Regions from separate parts of the Macaca mulatta genome. Here region 2 is linked to region 1. Evidence: chromatin contacts called from public Hi-C data. All regions are on one chromosome and are shown on one strand. The core of a region is the stretch at or near the end of the contact, and the rest is flanking DNA. Distances in the headings are between cores, read along the strand shown.

The links. Hi-C and Micro-C count contacts between places; a contact is called where the count stands out from the background.
Region 2: a Hi-C map of CD4 T cells shows a contact between it and region 1, with 3 times the contacts expected there. The contact joins the promoter of CD247 here to the enhancer-like site in region 1. A contact is called at or near these places in 5 of 14 Hi-C or Micro-C datasets (CD4 T cells, blood, fetal cortex germinal zone and 2 more).

Annotation. Positions count from the first base shown.
Region 1 is chr1:24,946,165-24,953,337 of T2T-MMU8v2.0, reverse strand. The region is part of intron 13 of POU2F1 (POU class 2 homeobox 1); the gene reads right to left. Among named protein-coding and RNA genes, the nearest start is that of CD247, 120 kb to the left of the region's middle. Within about 2 kb of position 4,482, at least 1 of the 40 cell types and tissues checked has an H3K27ac peak or open chromatin away from gene starts, as enhancers often do. A contact at or near this core is called in CD4 T cells, where this site is marked.
Region 2 is chr1:25,064,156-25,071,676 of T2T-MMU8v2.0, reverse strand. CD247 (CD247 molecule) reads left to right here and starts at 6,236. Exons shown (of 8, transcript NM_001077423.1): 1 at 6,236-6,293. The coding sequence starts at 6,236. It also overlaps the pseudogene LOC100424286.

The sequences.
Region 1 (7,173 bases), core at 3,233-5,732:
GCACATGAAAATTCATCCAGTTTTAAAATTTGATTACTTTTAATCAACTTACAGAGTTATACAACCATCATCCCAACCCAGATTATGACATTTCCACTCCCAAAAAAGATCCCTTGTGCCTGTTTGTAATCATGTCACACTCCTACCTAGTTATCTGCTTTTTGTCTCTATAATAGATTTTTGTGGACATTTCACACAAATGTCCACACAAATGGAATCATACAATATGTAGTCTCTTGCATCTGGCTTCTTTTACTTAGTATTCTGTGTTCAAGGTTCATCCACATTGTAGCACAAATCAATACCTCATTAATTTTTATGGCTGAATAATATTCCACTATGTAGATACGACACATTTTGTTTATTCATTCACCAGTTGATGAGCACTGGTTTGTTTCCAGTTTTGGGATATTATAAATAAGACTGCTATATGAACACTCACATTAAAGTTTTTGTGTGGAAATGTCTTCATTTCTCTTGGGGAAATTGCTGGGTAGGATGCTAAATTTATGTTTAAAAGAACTGCCAAGGTGTTTTCTGAAGTTGTATCATTCTACACTCCTACAAGCAATGCATCAAAGTTCCAGTTTCTCCACATCCTTCCCAACGTTCATCATCTTGGGTCTTTTTGATTATAGCCATTCTGGTGAGTACAAAGTAGTATCTCATTATGGTTTTAATCTGCATTTCCCTAATAAGTAATGCTAACGTTACACATCTCTCCATGTGCTTACTAGTCACTCCTATATCTTCCTTGGTAAAATGTATACTTACATTTGTCCATTTAAAAATCTGAGTTGTTTATATTCTTACTATTGAGTTGTAAGAGTTGTTTATACATTCTAGACACAATTTCTTTATTGGATATGTGATCTGCAAATGTTTTCTCTCAGTCTGTGGCTTTTGTGCTTCAAAAAGCACAAAAGATTTTACTTTGATGAAGTTGAATTTACTAATATATTTTTTCTTTTATGGATTATTCTCTTGGTGCTGTGTCTATGAACTCTTTGCTTAACCCAAGGTCACAAAGATTTTGTCCCACCTAATTTACTAGAAGCTTTATAGTTTCAGCTCTTATATTTAGGCCTTTGATCCATTTCAGTTAATTTTTATGCACGGTGTAAGGTAAGTATCTAAATTCCTCTTTCTGCGTACGGATATCCAGTTGTCCTAGAACCATTTGTTGAAGACTATCCTTTCCCTATTGAATTGCCTTGGCACCTCTGTCAAATATCAATAAAGCATAAATTCAAAGTTTTGCTTCTGGACTCTTAATTTAGTTCCATTTAATGTATATATCTATATGTACGCCAGTAATATACTGCTTTATTGTTGCTTTACAGTAAACCTTGAAATCAGGATATGAAAATCCTCTAATTTCATTCTTTTTCAAAATTGTTTTGGCTATTCTGGGTCCCTTCCATGTATATTTTCGAAAGAGTTTATTGATTTCTTTAAAACAAAACAAAAAAAACCTGTTGGAATTTTTACTATGATTTTGTTGAATCTATAAATCAAGCTGGAAGACTGAGCATGGTGGCTCATGCCTGTAATCCTAGCACTTTGGGAGGCCAAGGTGGGTGAATTGCTTGAGCCCAGGAGTTCGAGACCAGCCTGGGCAATACGGCAAAACCCCATCTCTGCAAAAAATACAAAAATGAGCTGGGCAGGTGGCATGTGGCTATAGTCCCAGCTACTGGGGAGGCTGAAATGGGAGGATCGCTTAAGCTTGGGAAGTTGAGGTTGCAGTGAACTGTGATTGTGCCACTGTGATAGGGCAATACCCTGTCTAGAAAACAGAAAACAAATTTTATATATATATATATATATATATATATATATATATATATATATATATATAACAAATTATATATATATATAAAATAAATAAAATAAAAAATATATATTTGTGTTATAATGTGGATAAACCCTGAAATCAGAGAGAGAGAGATATGCACACATACCTCAAGCTGGAGAAAAACTGTCAAATTAAGAATGCCTCGTTTTCCAAAACATGAATGTGGAATATGAAATGTCTCTTTATTTAGACTTCTTTTAACTTCTTTCAGCAAATTGTAGTTTTCATTGTTCAAGTCTTACACTTCTTAAGTTTATTCCTAAGTATTTTATTCTTTTGATACTGTTACATACAAGTTATTTCCTAAATTTCATTTTTGAACTGTCCATTGATAGTATATACAAATGTAATTGATTTTTATATATCAATCTTGTATTCTGCAACAATACTGAATTTACTGACTAGTCCTAGATATCTTTCTTTTTTGGTGAATTCCTTGGTACTTTTATGCATATAGAATAATGCAAATAGAAGCAGTTTAACTTCTTCCTTTACAAACTGTCTTTCATTTTTTTTGCTGTCCTTTACTGGAGGCTATACTCTCCAGGACAATGTTAATCAGAAGTCCACAAAAGCAAACACTCTTACCTAACTCCCAGTCTTAGTGGGGAAAGTATTCAGTCTTTTGCCATTAAGTATTCTCTTTGCTGGAGAGTATTAGTAAGTGCTCTTTATCAGGTGAGGCAGTTCCTTTGTATTTCAGTTTTTATCATGAATGGGGTTTGGATTTTTACAAATATATTTTCTGTACCCACTGAGATGATTATGTGGTTTCTATTCTTTCTTCTACTATTATGTGTTACATTAATTGATGTTCAGTTATTGGACTAACCATACATTCCTGGGAGATAAAACCTCCTTGGCCATGATGTATATAATTGTTTGATTTTTTTCAGTATGTTGCTGGATTTGACTTGCTAAGATTCTTTTGAGAGTTTTGGTTTATATTTTCCCGAGGAATATGAGTTTGTAATTTTTTTTCTTGTGATATTTATCTAAGCTTGGGTATCTGGGTAATGCTGGCCTGATAGGAAAATACAGGAGGAATGTTATTTCTTTGATCCATGTTTTAATTTCCAAATACATGGGGACTTCCCAAATTTATTTCTATTGTTAATTTCTAGTTTATCTCAGTTGTCATCAGACAACACACTTTGTATGATTTTAATCCTTTTTAATTTACTGAAACTTGTTTTATGGCTAAAAGTATCCTGGGAGATGGATGTTCCATGTGTACATGAAAAGGATGTGTTTTCTGCTGTTGCTGGACCAAGTGTCCTGCAGATGGCAGTTAGAACAAGTTGGTTGATAGTGCTCAAATCTTGTATATCCTTCACGACTTTTTTTTTTTTTTTTTTTTTTTAAACAAACAGGGTCTTGCTCTGTTCTCAGGCTGGAGTGCAGTGGTACAATTTCAGCTTATTGCAGCCTCAACTTCCCAGACTCAAGTGACCGTCCCGCCTCAGCCTCCCGAGTAGCTAGGACTACAGGCATGTGCCACCACACCTGCCTAATTTTGTTCTTTTTTTTTTTTTTTTTTTTTTTTTTTTTGTAGAGACAAGGTCTTACTATGTTGCCCAGGCAGGTTTTGAACTCCTGGACTCAAGCGATCCTTCCACCCTGGCCTACCAAAGTGCTGGGTTTTATAAGCATAAGCCACTGCACATGGCCTGAAATTTTTTTTTTTTAAACATGGCTCAAATAAATAATATGTCTGAAACTATTATTGTTGAATTGTCTGTTTCTTCTTTGAATTTTATTCCTTTTTGTTTACTGTATCTTGGGCCTTTGTTGTTAGGTGGCTATATAATTATAGTTGCTATATCTTCCTGAGGAATGAACAATTTTGTCATTATGAAAAATGTTTTGGAAAATGAATTGGGGGCAGGGCATGTTTGGTTGAGATTATTAAGGGCTGTGGAATTTTTACAAGTTTTTGAGACACAATGGAACACTTGTCTTTCTGGAGGAGTATGGCAATGATCACTCTTGCGTCTATTTTAGAATGTTTACCAAGGACCTATTATGTGTCAAAGGTACCTATGGGAAAATAAGACGACCACATCAATCAAACATGATTTTTCTTAGAAGATAGTACTGAGGATATGGTTTTTCCTTTCATTTCTAAAATCCTATTCCAAATAATAATAAAGAGATACAAAAGGGAAAAAGAGCTCTGGTGACAGATATCAGAGGTTTTGAGATTCAGACAGATTTGCAGAAATGAGAAAAAGGATGAAGCTGGATGGTGGAGAAATCAACCATAGTCCAGAAGGGCAAAGGAGAAGACTATGATAGAGGAGAAAATTATTCACTCTGATGGAGCCTTACAGAGAGTCCCAGCTCAGAGTTATTTGTCAGATTCTGAGGTAGATGGAAACAGGGTCAGAGAACAGGGTGATTCAAGGACTATTCACATGATAGCTCTCACAGTGGGTCTTTCCCTCCTTCTACCAGACCTCTCAGATGAACAGAACCAATGTCACCTACTCTTCAAAGAAAATAAAATCTGACTATGGAACGCTAAGGATTCTAGTGTAGGCACTTGCACGCATGAGTAAAGATACCCCTCATTTTGGAAAAGTATGAGAGAAAGCCTCGCTTGCCTGCGTGCTTCCTGTTTATATGCTGAAATAAAGTCTGGCAGTTTTTTATCCACATTCACAGCTCACTGCAAACCCTTCCATTCAGGGCAGGGGACTCTTGAGTAACAGAAGCTACACAATGTCAGGAAACACCCTTGCAAGCTACTGATATTAAGTAATGTAATCTTGCATTCATCACTATGAATAAATAACCAAAAATCACCAGACAATGAAAAAAGCCAACAGCACATTACAAATGGCACAAAATGAATAAACAGAGTGAATGCCAAAAAACTCTAACTTACAAAAAAAGATAAATTACCAGAGTTCAAGAAAGACATTAGTTCACATTGAAAATGCTTGCTGAAGGCCAATGAGGGCAAGTTTTAAAAGGTCCCTTCTTTGAAATCTTGTAGTGAAATTTTAGAACAGTATAAGATTAAAAAAAAAAAAAATCCTTAAGGTTTATAGAGAGAAAAAACAAGGAAAAAGAGATTGAAATCAGACTTTTCATTAGCAACACTAGATGCTAAAACACAACAAAATTCAAAGGAAAAATACTTTTGTAACTGGACAAACTCCAAAAAAAAAAAAAAAAAACTGTGAAGGCAAAATAAATACTTCTCAGTTATACCTGTATTTTGAAATTTTACCTCCCATGTAACCTTTCTACATAAAATTACTTGAGAACGTGCTCCAGACAAAAAGGAATCAAAGAGGAAGACAGGGGATCTGAGAAACATTGGATTTAACTCAGGAAAACAATTTAAAATAAGCAATCATAGAAATCCCAAGAAGAAAGTCTTCAGGAAGAAAGCAGACTGCATTAGATAAGTTGTATGATTAAGACACTGGCTATCTTTAATAAAGAACATGATAAAGACACATGCTACTTTTCTCAACAGAGAAAAGAAGGCAGTATAAAAATATCAGAGGAAAAGAGGCTGTACAAGAAAGTTATAGTCCAAAGAGGAAAAAGAAATTAAAAGGGGGCATGGTTTTGAGCAATGGCTGATAAAAGAGTAAGAAAAGAAAATTCACTTGACACTGACTCTTCTTCTCTTTCAAGGAGCAATGACACAAATTCAGCAGCTTACATCAACACAATTTATCATCTCATAGGTTTTGTGGGTCAGGTGTGCAGGCAGAGCCTGAGTCCTCTGCTTAGAGTTTCATAAGGCTGCAATCAAATACTATACTGTACAAATACTACTGAAACTGTACATACATGTACATATAAAAAAGATTTAAAGAGAAAATAAACATAGTACTTGTGATTGTTTTTCCTGTTTCAATTTCCTAGTAATGTTGTTTCTTAATAATAAAAAAAAAATTCATTCCAGGAAAAATTATCAACATGTCAGAAAAAAAATCACAATTAGATCCACATAAATAGGCTGAGTGAGTGAGTTCACGAAAATGTGGCCGGTAAGAAGTATCAAAAACTGATGCAAATTTTTAGCTAGTTTTGAGTATTAAAATCTCTCTAAAATTACTTTGATTTTCCCCATATTTTAAGAAAACTGCAAAGCTATTTGTTCTTAATGTGTAAACTATTAAAAAAATTTTCTGTAAAAGACAGGTGTTTTTAGACCTAAAGCAACATAACTTGTTGGGAAGGTAAGATTCAGTTCATAATTTACCGGGTGACTGGCAGTCAATTTGGACAACAAGGTCCTCAGAGATGGGACTTCATGTTCTTGGTGCCTGCCACAATGCCAATCAATCACTAACAGTTTGCTTATTAAGTAAAAGTGCTCCATATTTTATATATTTTTAACCAGGGTTCTTAAATATATTCTTGAACCAAGGTTCTTAAAACTGGAACCTGTAGGTATCCACAAATAGCCTTGGGATCGGAGGTTGATGGGAGTTGTCATTTATAAACTTTAAATTTTACTAAAAATTGTGTATATGTCTATTTTGTGTGAGGAAAAGTCTGTAGCTTTCAAATTCTTAAAAAGGTCCAACATCCAGAAGAGGTCAAGAAACACTGTTTAACATAAGCAAAAATTAATGGATGACTGGATGCAGAAAAAAATAAAAATGTTCTAATAATGTAGAAATTTAATATAATATAAAGCCATTTATTCAATTTTTACATCATGGGTAGGTCACAGAGCCAAGGAGGCATTATAAATTTAAAACATAAGTGAGAAAAATAAAAATTCCCACCTCTAGGTTAAATTAAGCTTCAATAAGAAATATCATTAATCTACCCAATGATTTACTAGCAAATAACCAACCTGGTGAATAATTATAGCATGTTATGCACTATGTATCACTAAAAAAACATCTGATGACAGTGCTAAGTGATTTTAAATTTATCTGGAAAATTTGCTACTGAAAGGAGGCCAAAGGGAAAAAAAAAACCCATTCATTTTACAGAGTATGTCACACACTGAGCTAGGCATCAAGAGTTCAAAAAGAACACTCAAATCTTTTGAGAAGTGCAGTCTATTGGGAAAGACAGGTGTGTGAAAATAAAATTATTTATAATACAGATACGTGGAAATGAATAATTTCCTGGATAAGCTAAAGAATATTTCCAAGAAAAACTGACATACAAGCTGGTATAGTTTTATCAATAACAGATCAAGAACTGCAGGCTAAGATGGACATTTCCAGTGTAGGGATGTTTACAAAGGTATGGATGGAGCCCTCCTGTGTGTTGAGGGTAGGGGAGGCAAAAGACGAGTGGGAGATCAGGTTCAGACCGGAAATAACCTT
Region 2 (7,521 bases), core at 4,987-7,486, 120 kb before region 1:
TTCTCATTTTTCTAACATTGTTTTAGACTCCTGTCAGCTTGAACATTTCACGAGGGCAAGGATTCTGTCTATTTAACTCTCAGTTATATCTTCAGTGTATAGTACCATGCTTGGCGCCTGGTGGACACTCAAAAATTATTTGCTAAAACTGAACAACGTTTGGGTGCTCTTTATGTATTAAGGAACTAAGCCCTTCGTCACAGTGCTGCGAGTGCCTTTTCTTAGTTTATAGTTTGAAATCTGTTACAACAGATTAATTTAGATTTTGTAGAATTTCCTATAAGTAGACTCTTTCAACATGTACTCTTTTAGCCTGGTCTCTTTCACTCAGTATATTGATTTTGAGATTCAGCCATGTCGTGTGCACTAGTAGTTTATTTTTCTTTTATTGTTCAGTATTATTTCATTGAATGGATATACCATAATTAGTTTTTCCATTCATTTGTTGATAAATATTTGGGTAGTTTTCCAGTAGTTTATTGCAAATAAAGCTGCCATGAGTGTTGATGTACAAATCTTTATATGGACATATATATATATTTTTTTCTCTTGGTTAGATACATGAGTGCAATGGCTGGATCATATGGTGAGTGTATGTTTAACTTTCTAAAGAAACTGCCAGATCTTTCAGAAATTGTTGTACCATTTTACATTCCCCCCATCAGCGTATGAGAGTTTCAGTTCTTTCATATCCTGGGCAACACTTGATAACAACCAGTTATTTAATTTTAGCCATACTAACAGGTATGTAGCAGTGTCTCATTGTGGTTTTAACTTGTTTTTCTTTAATTATTAATGATATTTAGCATCTTTTCACATGCTTATTGGCTGTTCATTTATCTTCTTTTGGGAATTGTCTATTCAAACTTTGCGCCCATTTTCTTATTGAGTTGATTACCTTACTATTGAGTTAAAATAGTTCTTTACATATTCTGGGTATAAGTATCTGATGTATGTGTTTGGAAATAATTTCTCCTAGTCTATGGCTTCTTTTTCATTTTCCTACTGGTGTCTTTCAATGAGCAAAAGCAAAACCTTTTAATTTTGTTGAAGTCCAGTTCACAAGTTTTTTCTTTGATGGTTTTTACTTTTTGTGTTCTATCACAAATATTTTTCTCCTATATTTAATTCCAGAAATTTTATAGTTTTGGGTTTTACATTTAGGTCTATGAACCATTTTAGATAATTTTTGTGTATGGTATGAACTGAGGGTCAATTTTTTTTCAGTATAGATATCCAGTTGTTCTACCACCATTTGTTGAAAAGACTACCATTTCCTGCCGAATTTTTCTTGTACCTTTATTGAAAACCAATTGACCATATATGTTTAAGTCTATAGTACCCTAAGTACTGCATGATAATTACGCCCCTTTTAATATTTGATATCTGGCAGGGTTATTTCACTCTCTTTACTCTTCTTTGCAAGAATTTTCCTGACTATTCTTGTGTTTGTTTTAGCATTATTTTTGTATCAAGATATAATTAAAATAACATAAAATGTATCCTTTTAAAGTATATACTTAAATGGTTTTTAGTATATTCACTACGTTGCACGCCATCACCACTGTCCAATTCTAAAACATGTTCATCATCTCAAAGGAACCCTCATAGCTATTGGCAGTTAGAACCAATTCCCCACTCTCACCATCCCCTGGCAACTACTAACCTGCTTTCTATCTGTATGAATTTGCTTATTCTGGACATTTCATATAAATGGAATCATACAATATGTAACCTTTTGTGCCTGGCTTCTTCCACTTAGCATAATGTTTTCAAGGGTCATCCAAGTTGCAGCATGTAACAGTGCTTCATTCTTTTTGATGGCCGAGTCATATTTCATTGTTTGGATACAGCACATTTGCTTATCCATTCCTAGTTGTGGTCATTCGAATTGTTTCCAGTTTAGGGCCACTATGAATAATGCTGCTATGAACATTCTTTTACTAGTTTTTGTGTGAGCCTAGGTTTCTGATTCTCTTGGGTATGTACCTAGGAGTAGAATTGCTGGGTCACATGATACTATGTTTAACTTTTTGAGGAACTGCTAAATAGTTTTTCACAAGGGCTTCACCATTTATATAACCCACAAAAACTATATGAGAATTCCAGTTTCTCCACATCCTTATCAACACTTGTATTGTCTGTTTTCTTATTTTAGCTTTCCTAGTGGGTGAGAATTGGTATGTCACTGTGGTTTTGATTCGTATTTCCCTAATGACTAATGATGTTGTACATCTTTTCATGTACAAACTGGCCATTTGTATGTCTTCTTTGGAAAAATGTCTATTTAAATCTTTGGCCAATTTTTCATTGGGTTATGTTTTTTATTGTTGAGTCATAGGGGTTATTTATATATTCTGAATCCTAGACCCTCATCAGTATATTTATAAGTGTTTTCTTTCATTCTGTGGGTTGGGTTGTCTTTTCACTTTCTTTGTTCTTTCTTTTGTCTTTCTTTGTCATTATACTTTATGATTTCTTGTGAACTAAATATTTTCTAGAGGACAAGCATTGTAAGTATTAACATCGGAATCAGTGAAAACGATCAGTATAGATCAAGTTTTTAAGTGATATTTTCTCAGAAATGTATGTGTACAGGCTATTGAAGATTATCTATAAGCAATTGGTCTTGGAAAAGCACAATTTTTGAAGAACTCTCTTGCCCTGTGAGAGTGATCTAATATGAATGAATAAAATATATTTCTGTAGTTGAACTGAAAATAGGTACATCTCTGTTGTTGAATTCTAATAATTTTATTGTCTTTAAAAATTTACATACAGTACAATTCCAGTGTTCTTTTGAACTTGCTATTTTCTCAAAATTCACATAGCTATCCCAATAACACTCTTAAAGCCTTAAGCATGGTAATGTTATAAAGCCTCTTCTTTTAATGTGTCTCCTAAAGTCCCCTTATAAAATGTCTTCTTTTAAAATAGCCATCTTTGGAATACTTTATGATGCAGAGTTTTATTTATGTATGTTAGTTGTTTCAAGCCACTTCACATCATGGTTGTTGTATGATCAATGTGGCAAGAGTGAATATAAGACAATGCAAGTATGGACCACTAGTTATGTTGAAACTCAGACCCTTTGAGGATGCAAAAGAGAACCAGCAAGTATGCATCCTTCAAGTTGAGTAAAAGCTAAACAAACATACATCGGATAGAAACAAACAACAACAAAATCCTTATGGCTTTGTTGATCACCGTGGTGTTTAACTGACTCTATTTTAAGACGTTTCTACACTTAGCCCTCTCTCCCTACTCAAGGTGCAGCAAATCACTTTCTTGTTAATAATGCATGTCTGTATCTTATCTTGGCTGTGTCTGTATTGCAGTCCACGGTTCAAGTCCTCAAGGCCACTGCCAGCACCCTGGCACACAGGGGCCTTCTGCTGTCTTTGTTGTCCTGTTGACTGCTAAAGAACTCAGACTAACAATGGTACTGCCCACATCCATGAGTTACTTTTTGCTTGTTGTCATCTGTTGCCTTTCAAGTCTTTTCTGGAATCTAATGGGGTTTTTTTGTTTGTTTTATTTTGTTCTGTTTGGTCTGGAACCCAGAAGACATTTATCTAGTAAAATATTAGGTGATAATTTCCTAAGAATTATTTCAACAGATTTAAACATTTTTTCTTTAACATAGGTGAGTCAAAGTCATTTACACTACACAAAAGTTAAGCATGTTTCCATCACCACTTTGCAGATAATAAAACGTTTTCATTTCCATGTCCATGGGGAACTATGCCCCCGAAGGACCTCCACACGTGGGAGGGAAGAATCTGTTCAGGAACTCTCTGAAGTCAGTATTCATCAAGAAATGGGTATTTTGGATGATCACACCACATGAGCATTTCCACGAAGCGGACATTTTCACTCCAGGCTTCAATGTCCTTCATTCAGTGAGAGAAAAGTCAAAGGCCTGAAGGTTTTCCTTGATCTTTTCAGGATTAAAGCTTTTAGGAATGACAGCCACCCCTTACTGGATGTTGAAACGCAAAACAACTTGAGCTGTCATTTTATTGCACCTTTTTAGAAGTGCGCCCTTTAACGAAGGCGGAGAAGACATATTTGTCCAGGTGGGATTCCTAGTGGTCCCCAAAGGGCTATATGCAATCATGACAATGTCATGTTGTTGGCAAAATTTCAAAAGTTTTGGCTGGGTGTAATATGGGTGGCACACAATCTCGTTGCTGACTGGCTTGGGTTTGAATCCTGGGTTGTTCTGGATGAGCTCCAGCTGGCCTGCTGTTAAAACTGGATACTCCGAGGGATTTCACCAAGCCAGCATCTTTGCAAGCTTCCGAAGTCTCCCAAGTGGCACACAGATTTGACTTGTGATATAACCATTTGCCATTCTCACGTATAGGGTAGACTTCATCTCCTGGCTTACGGACCGTGGGTATTTCAATGATGTAAAGATCCACACAATCTAGCTGGAGAACCTTGAGCATCCTCTCTAGGCTTGGGCAGACCAGCTCTGGGTCATGATTTGTAGCCCACAGCTTTCCACAGTAGAAGATATCCTTCCTCTGCACCTTTCCTTCTGCTATTTCCCCCTGATAGCCTCCCCAACTTCATTTTGGTAGATGTAGGCTTCATCAGTGCGTCAGCACCCCAGGTCAATGACAACCTTCACTGATGAAGACTCAGACTAAATGTAGAGACAGACTACTTGGGCTTTAGTGACATCTCTACCTACCACCTATTTGCTGTGTGGCCTTGAGTAAGTCATTGGCTCCCTTAGGGGTCAATTTAGGCTCTGAGTAGGTACCAAGTCTGACGACAGGAATGCTGTTTCCATCACTTAGAGGTATGCAGTGATCTGTAGGACTCATTTTCTTCATAGTGTCCTTTGATGCACAAAAGCTTTTAATTTTGATGAAGTCCAATGTATTAATTTTATATTGAATTGCTGTGACTTTGGAGTCTTGGCTATTCTTGTACATTAATTTTTCATATCAATTTTGGAATCAGCTTATCTTGTCCTAAAATTTTTTGTTGGTATTTTCAATGAAATAGATTGATTAATTAAGGGAGAAGTGTGGTCTCCTTAAAAGAGAGCTTCCTATCAAAGAAGGGTATGCCTTTCCATTTACCCAAGTCCTCTTGGTGTTCTTCAGCCATGTTTTAACATTTGTTTTATATAGATATATTACAACTTTTAGACGAAGTTCATGTCTAGGTTATAATGTTTTATTATTGTAAATTACTCTGATGTTTAAATGTTGGCAACTAACACAAGTGTTTAAAATACTATGTGAGCTATAGTATTTCAAACTATTCTATGATCCAAATTCAGGCTAAGTTCAGATCTGCAACCTCAGATCTACTCCAGCTCTTTGCTTTATAGATAAGGAAGCTGAAGTCTAGAGATGTTGAGTGACTGACTCCAGGCCACACAGCAAGTAGGTGGTAGGTAGAGATGTCACTAAAGCCCCAGGAATCTATCTCTACATTTGTCCTGACTCTGAATCCAGGGCTGTCATTTTACCAGCCACCATAAAATATTTGAGAGTCTAGGAAAACGGCAAATGTTCTTATATCCATCAAGAACTTGTATTTGCCTGGAGGTGGACTTTACCAATCAAGATAGGAATTAGATAAGAATTATTTTTTAATTTTTTTTTAAATCTTTTTTTCTGAGATGGAGTTTTGCTCTGTCGCCCAGGCTGGAGTGCAGTGGCGCGATCTTGGCTTACTGCAAACTCCACTTACCAGGTTCACGCCATTCTCCTGCCTCAGCCTCCCCAGTGGCTGGGACTACAGGTGCCCACCACCACGCCTGGCTAATTTTTTGTATTTTTAGTGGAGATGGGGTTTCACCGTGTTAGCCAGGATGGTCTCAATCTTCTGACCTCGTGATCCACCCACCTCGGCCTCCCAAAGTGCTAGGATTACAGGCGTGAGCCACCGCGCTTGGCCAAGAATTATTTTTTTTAAAAAAAGAACATTAAAACAACGGTCAAATGAGAGAAAAAGCAAAATTCAGACAGACAGATACATACACACACCCCAAACCCTCAGACCTCCGGGGCTTCCTGCCTGTGAACCGAAAGGGGGAGTGTGAGTTTCTTGGCCTGTCGGCAGGTGCTTCTCAAAGGCCCCGCAGTCCTCCACTTCCTGGGGAGGTAGCAGTAGAATAAAACTAGCAGAGACTCCTTTTCTCCTCATCCTCCCGGCCACCGCTGCCTCAGCCTCTGCCTCCCAACCTCTTTCTGAGGGAAAGGACAAGATGAAGTGGAAGGAGCTTGTCACCGCAGCCATCCTGCAGGCACAGTTCCCAATTACAGGTAGGGCCCATGTGTCCACTGCAGGGAACTTCTAGAAACTCTTTGTGTATGTGGAGGGGGGCGGGGTGGGCGTGGGTAGTGGAGGGTGGTGAGGGGCTGGGGTCTCCTTCGAATCCTGCCCTCCTCAAATCAATGGGCAAGTGAGCAGTGAGGGGTTTGGCCCGGTGCTGGCATCGGCTCCGTCACAGCCGAGCTGGGCATCAGTTCAGAGCCAGCTGCTAGAAAACACAGCTCCTCCGGGTACAGATTTTTCCAGTGATAAGAGAGGAAGGAAGAAGGAAACAAGAGAGCAAACGAGGCAGGCCCAGGGTGGAGAAACGGAGAGCGAGTGTTTCACAGAACCTGGACAGGATCAGAAAATGTCAGCCAGGCCGTGTTTCGTGCTGCGACGTTCTAGTCTCTTCGCCTTCTTTCACCCTTTGGCTGGCTCCGTCACTCAGCCCCTTTTTTTCTTCCTTTGCCAACAAAGAAGATTTCATTGGTCAGTCAAGGCCATGGCCTCAAACACCCCAACGGGCCCGGGAGTAAGTGGGGGTAACTAAGGAGGAAAGGGGCACGGGCAGGAAGCACCGGGTGGCAGCCTCCATGGTGCCTTCGCCACCTCATGGCCAAGGGTCCGTGTCTAGGCTCAACCCTGTCATGGCTGTCCCCACACCCCACCGCCTGGGGCTGCCAGATGACTCACCGTCCTGGGCTCCGTGACTCACCCCAACCCGCCCCTTAGGCGGCCATCTAGCCCAGCCAGAGGGCCAGGCATTGACAGAACATGGGGCAGATGAGAGGATGTGCCTGGTTAAGTCACCACCACGAGCAGGGCCCAGCCAACAAGAGCGCTCGCTCCTCACCTCATTCCCGTTCGTGGGAGCTTTGCTGCAAGCCTTTAGCTTCCACCATGTTTTCTAGCCCAGGTAATGAGGAAGAAAACCAGTGAAAAGAGGACAAGACAAACTGCTCAGGGGGATTGGCCTCGTGGCATCTTCCTGAGAAGCGGGGCAGGCTGAATTTCAATCTAAAGAAACAGGGAAGGTGGAGCAAGCAAGTGTCCTCGGCCCACCTGACGGCTCCTGGCAGCTCACCTTGGTGTGGGAGTTTGTGTAGGGGCCCTGTTGGGAGGGCGGGAGAGGCCATGGGCACTTCTGCTCCCATCAGGGAGCAGGTCACAGCCCGGACCAGCGCCTGGGGGATTCTGAGGCCTGTGCAGCTGCAGGGGTTTCTGTCAGATCACAGC